Regions from separate parts of the Rattus norvegicus genome. Here region 2 is linked to region 1. Evidence: chromatin contacts called from public Hi-C data. All regions are on one chromosome and are shown on one strand. The core of a region is the stretch at or near the end of the contact, and the rest is flanking DNA. Distances in the headings are between cores, read along the strand shown. Region 1 has its middle 140 kb from the start of Spry1. Region 2 overlaps LOC134485902 (a long non-coding RNA gene).

Evidence for each region. A called contact is a pair of places that touch in the nucleus more often than the background predicts.
Region 2: a Hi-C map of kidney shows a contact between it and region 1, with 2.1 times the contacts expected there. The contact joins two enhancer-like sites. A contact is called at or near these places in 2 of 12 Hi-C or Micro-C datasets (kidney and psoas muscle).

Annotation. Positions count from the first base shown.
Region 1 is chr2:122,626,698-122,629,769 of GRCr8, reverse strand. No RefSeq gene overlaps it. Among named protein-coding and RNA genes, the nearest start is that of Spry1, 140 kb to the right of the region's middle. Within about 2 kb of position 1,504, at least 64 of the 93 cell types and tissues checked have an H3K27ac peak or open chromatin away from gene starts, as enhancers often do.
Region 2 is chr2:122,712,892-122,715,963 of GRCr8, reverse strand. It overlaps LOC134485902 (a long non-coding RNA gene), which reads left to right. Exons shown (of 3, transcript XR_010064258.1): 3 at 1-2,902. Among named protein-coding and RNA genes, the nearest start is that of Spry1, 230 kb to the right of the region's middle. Within about 2 kb of position 1,498, at least 11 of the 93 cell types and tissues checked have an H3K27ac peak or open chromatin away from gene starts, as enhancers often do.

The DNA.
Region 1 (3,072 bases), core at 255-2,754:
ACCAGGGCTCCTCCTTTCAGAACCTGAAGGTACCCATGAAAACCCTCCTGGTCCCCATATGGCTGGATGACTGCCCTCCGTTGCTGTTTTCTGGAAGAAAACCTAATGAAGCCTATAACTAAGAGCCCAAGACCCCAATGTGTTCAGTGTTCAGCTGTTTGCGGTGGAGGACCGAGCCATTCATTCTATGGAGACCAGGATCTATTGTTAAACTCGGCTTTTCCTATGTCCAATCTGGAATACAAATACCATGATTATGTCCTGACTCTACAGTGTGATTTTTTTTTAAGGACTTTTTCATCAAGGTAAGGCTGTAGACACACTGTGCCTTTATTTTCATGATTTCTTTGACATGAAAAAGCAGGTGACTTTGATTTACAGATAAAAGTGGTTTGCACAATGGCCAGTCAACCATGTTTGGATAAGGCCTCCATAAGAGGGGCCATTGTCCTTTGTAAGGGACAACGAAGTGTGATCCTCAGTTCAGACGCTAAAGTGTTAATTCCTGGTACAACAATCCCTCTCTATCATTCTTGTTCTGTAAAAAGCATCAATGGTATGGAGACATGTACACATGCACACACAAACATGCTCAGACACTGGTATATACATGCACACACACATGCACACACACATGCACACATACATGCACACATATACACATGCACACACAATGGACAAATGTGTAAATAAAAACTCTGGGCATGGTAGCTTGCGTTTGTAATCCCAGCACAGAAAAGGTGGAGACAAGGGGGCCTCTATGGTTTGTTGGCCAGCCAGTCTGCCAGCTTGATGAGCTCCAAGCCAGGAAGGGAAACCTGTGTCAAAATTAGGGTAGACAGACAACCCTGAAGAATGATAGCTGAGGTTGTCCTTTGGCCTCTAACATAGGAATAGGCACACACAAAAACAGATAGAAGATAGATAGATAGATAGATGATAGATAGATAGATAGATAGATAGATAGATAGATAGATGATAGATAGATAGATAGATAGATAGATAGATAGATAGATAGATAAGCAAGCAATCAGGTTATACAGTGTGAAATTCAGGCTGTGAAATGGTCCAGCAATCAAGGGTGTCGTGATAACACTATAAATGTACTCCAAAGGCAAAATACAGTATCTATTCGAGGAGTAGATGCTGAGGGAAACAGTCAGCTGGGAAACCAGGAGAGTTTACATTCAGGAGGAATAAGGGCCCAATACCTGACCCCGTGACGGAAGCACCAGTCAGGCTGTAAATGTCAGCAATAGACAGCACCACTGGCCAAAATTCAGAGCGGCCCAGAGGCAAACCTGGCCACAGCATCCAGACCCTACACCCAGGGAGGCAGCCTAGCCCTGTCTTTGAACTCACCTTTTTGCCAGTAACCACCCAGCCTCAGGAAACTGAATGAGCTGCATCTTTAAAAACTTCCCTCTGCCTCAGCTGGGAAGAGAGCCTGGCTGCCTGTGGCTACACTGCCACAGAGAGAGCTCTGCTTCCTCGAGTGGGATCGTTGCCAAGGGCTTGATTGAATATCAGTTCTCCTAGAATTGCTTATGGGAACATCGTTGCTGTATGGCCTAAGCCGAACAATCCCAGAGTCACCTGACATCCTCCATCCAACATTTAGGAGTCATCAAACTTAATTTCCCCTTTGTGCAATAAAACACCAAGAGGAAGCTCTAATAGACTGTATTATGTAACGGTTCTATAAAAATAGCAGGCCAGCACTGGAGCACTTCCTTCCTGGGGCCCAGTAACCTACGCTGAAAGGATACACACTGGTTGCCCAGGCAACCATGAGAGATGACACTAGGGAGGAAAAGAATGAAAGGAAAAAAAATCAGCAACAAAAGGACCCTTTTTTGGCTCAGCAAAATGAGGCCTGGTGTCAAGCTTGTGGTGCAGAGAGAGGAGCCCTCAGCGATTCCGCCCAGGCTGCAGTAGCCTGCAAAGCCCTCTGTAGCCTCCCTTTTTTAGAGAGGAGGGAAAGGGCCTTCACAGATTAGTGCTCCTCTCCATTTTAAAACGCAGCACCGTTCTTAGCAACCAGTAATCACCATTTACTCCCTCCTCTCTTGCCGCCAGAGCTCAAAAGCGATTACTGTCAGCTCCACACACTTGTCCTTTTTTATTTTCTCCCACCTCTGTCTAGGGCTAGGTTATGTAGGAAGTATGTAATTTAGAGGCAATAACCTAACTTAGAAAGGGAAGCGGGGATGCGCAAACAGCACCGTGCTTTAAATGTGGGCAATACCTACTTCTGTGATCCTGCCAGACATCAAAGGACTTCGTTTTCCTGGGTGGCAGCCTCCTTTTCTTGAGGCCCTGAATTGAACTCCTCCGTGTTACTAGCAATATTCTTACATTCATCGCCTCCTACAACAGGGCTGCCACTTAAATTTCTGAAGTTTGGTTTTCCTTCTAGACAGGGTTTCTAGGCAGAAGGTACCTTATAGGTTCTTCCTCTCATGAGGAGGAAATGCACCCTAGGGAACTTACAGGTACAAGTTGGAGCCTCTGGAAAATAAAGCCCAGGAAGAGTCTAGAGAAATTAAGCTTGGATCAATCATGCAAAGCAAGAGCAATCGCTCTCTCAGCAGGATTCCTCCGATCAAGCTCATGAACAGGCGATGCTCTCCAGTCCACAGATCTGTCTTCGTCCTCATGTAATAACGAGTTACTTCAAGATGAGGTGCTTGGCAGAAAGCACATCCCCCTGGTCAAGTGGGAATATGGTGTATGGAAACGAGGGATGGAGCTGTGTGAAAACCCAAGTCACTATAAACATGCCTGGCCCATGAGCTGGCCTGTGTGAAGGAAGACACTGGAGATAATGAACTACGGGAGAGGGATCCCACCTGTCCTGGCCTATTTCACCCTTCCGGGGGACAGCAACCTCACTTCTGGGCAGCAGCTGCTAGAAGGCAGTTAGCCAATAGCAAGCCCACCCCCCCATCCCCCCCCCCCCGACTCTGGGCAAGTGGTGGTGCGGGAAATCACTCCCTTGATTTTATTAATCTGGGTTCTGGGCTAGAGATTCCAGCCTCCAGAGGGAACCACTTAAAGCCAAATTCCAGT
Region 2 (3,072 bases), core at 249-2,748, 86 kb before region 1:
GTGCCAACTCTGGAACCTGGTGAACATTCAATCCGGTGTCGTGATGTCTTGATTTCTACATTAAGTTCCTCGTGGTGCATTTCAAGTCTTTTTCCATGTTGTCTCCTGTGAGAATGAAAAAAATCAGTCTCCCCTTTTCCCTGAGATGCTGTACTCCTTGTGCTTGGAGACAACTGCTCCACTTAATAATTTCAAGATCTTGTACGGTCGTGGCCGTCCATGTGAGTCTCCTTAGGGTCACTCCCAATGTTTCTTTGTCTACTGTTAAGTTCAAAGCTGGATAAATAACAACTGTGCACACACACTTCATGGAATCACTTCAACAGCATTGGAAGTTGAACAGTGAGGACATTCCCATAGTGCTTTTCCTGGAGCCAAGGTCACCATCCTTTCAGAAAGGGGTGTGACTTACTCTGCCTTCATTTCCTGCCAGGGCCTCCTTTTCCCCACACAGAAGCATGGAAATACATCAAGCCAACACACTTCCGGGTTGGTTTGTTTGTTTCTTGTTTCCATTCAAATTTACAAGCCTGAACCCAGGGTCATAGACTATAGATGATTTTTGTGATTGTTCTATTTGGGTCGCTAAAGTAACAATACTTTTCAGAACTATATATTTTTAAAACATAAACGTATAATAATCTTTACATTGCCCTTGTAACTTTTAAGCCCTGTCATGTTGAGGAAGTAATCTTACCTGTCTGAAACTTTGGAATTAGACTCATTAACACATCAAAAATTCTTCTCGTTCTTCAAAGTCCTGGAATTAACATTTCTTTGCATACAAGTTGTCCAGTCATGAGATATTAAATGAAACTTGTATTTTATTGCTATGTATTTGAGATTCTTCAAATCACTCTACTAAGATACTACTTACTGTAGCAATTTTCTAACTTAGGCTCCACACAAGGCAACATGGCAGTGTTTCTCTGTAGAGATTCCCACAGTGCCCTGAAGCTTCTAATTTTCTTGACAGGAGATTTTAAGTACTGAAGTGACCAAAACAGACTACTCTCAACTGGTACGATTACTTGATTTCCTCCAAAACTGAAAATCAAGAATCCCCTAATGTTGAGCATAACTTATCAGCTTCGTGGTTCCAGGAATATTTAGATTTTAACTTATTATCACCACAATGTACTTTTCAGACAGGTGGTGTTTCTGTGTTGATCTTTGAGAAGACAATACAGGTTAATTCTTTTTCTTTCCTTTCTTACTTGTTTTTGTGAACTTAGAGGCAAGTTTTAACTTCTTAGAAAGCTTGAACAGTAAGACAGTTAGGTTAGGCTTCTTTCTCTTTCATGTATACTAGTTTGGGGCAGGGGAGAACCCTTCCTCACGTACACCAGCTTAGAAGCTGGAGGCCCCTTCCTGCAACTGAACTTGACTGCTTTTAACGTTTGCCTTCTTCTGAAGCTCATGTCTCATACTCCTTCATGCTGAACTTGCACTCTGTGCAGTGAACTGACATTCCACAATTATCTTGGGAGCCTGAGATAGTTTCCAACTGGTGAATCATCCAGTCTAAAGGACACTCTGACTGTGAGAAAAAGTTAGAACTGTCACTCAAGTCAACAGACTTGGGAAAGTCAGGAAATGAAGAAAGAGGGCTAACAAGGGAACAGCTGGACTTACCTGAAGAGGATTGGCAGCAGAGTTGAGCTTATACATATTCATATACATATACATATACATATACATATACATATACATATACATACACATACACATACACATACACACACAGTGCTTTAATAAACTTTACACTGACCAAGAAAAAAAGTACTTTATGCATGCAAATGACACATATGGTATTTTCTGCATACAGTTTTCTACTTTATGTAGAAGATGCTTTCAATTTAGGGTTAAATTCCACCACAAGTGAGAATCTTTCCCAGGTAAAGTACATTTCACGAGTGGAACGGTGCTCCATGCTTGGTTAAGATCACTCACTGCTCCTGCAAAGGACCCAGATTCAGTTCCCAGCACCCATGTGGGGCAGCTCTCAACCACCTCTAGTTCCAGTGCCAGGGGATCTGATTGCCTCTCCTGCCTCCACAGGTACCTCTACACGCATAAACATAAACAAATAATAAAATAAAAGTTTAAAAGACAGAATATTTTAAAAGCTAAATATACTATGTTCTTGGTTTAACAGCACGATATGAAGGAATAAAGTTGATTTGGGCCTTCGTGAATGTTTTACTGACATTTCATCATGAACAAGTATGTCTTTTTTGTCTTTTCAGAAAGATTCGTTTTCTCCTCTATTTTTTAAACTGGGAATTTTTTTCACAACATGAGAGGCGCATGCATGTTGGGATATTAGAGTCCATGTACAGAAGCCATACACACTCATGAACAGCAGTCGCATCCAGGTGTCAGATGTCTCAGGTATAGACAACTCTAGCCGACAAAGCAGACTCTCTGCAAGTGTGAGAACTTGAGACTTCCAGAGCCTGAGTTCTGTGCAAATGTCCTCTTCCTCCTCCGTGGGCTCTTTTGCTAGACAATTGACTCAAAGCACTTTCTCATCTATGGCCGTGTCTTTTGACAAAGGGGGCTTACTTTCTTTCCCTGATTGCATGACTGTTATCTCACATGACAGACTTCTGTTTTTAACAAGTTTACCTCCGAAGTTGGAACGCCATCCGCTCAGCTGTGATTCTCCTCTCATTTCCCGCGGGAAACTTTCCTGCTTTTATATGGATATCATATTCTCTTGGTTACTCGCCATATCTTTGCAAATCTTGATGTCAGAAATATAAACAATTCATGTTTATTCTGCATCAAGGCTGCCCTTTCTATTCCTTGCCTTTTACATTTTTGTGTGGATCTTATAAAGATATTACCAACTGGTCCTAAAACAGGCCAGACCTTCACTGTAACACTGACTTTATAAATGAATTCAGCAGAATTTGGAACATCAAGTCCTGACTCTTCTAGTCCATAAACGCGGTGTTTATTTAGTTTATTTCAACTGTTCTCGAGGATATTTAAAAGTTTACCAGATAGCAACATTGTACTGCTTGGCGACATGACTTTCTATGTTTCCTGTGACAACAGTAAATT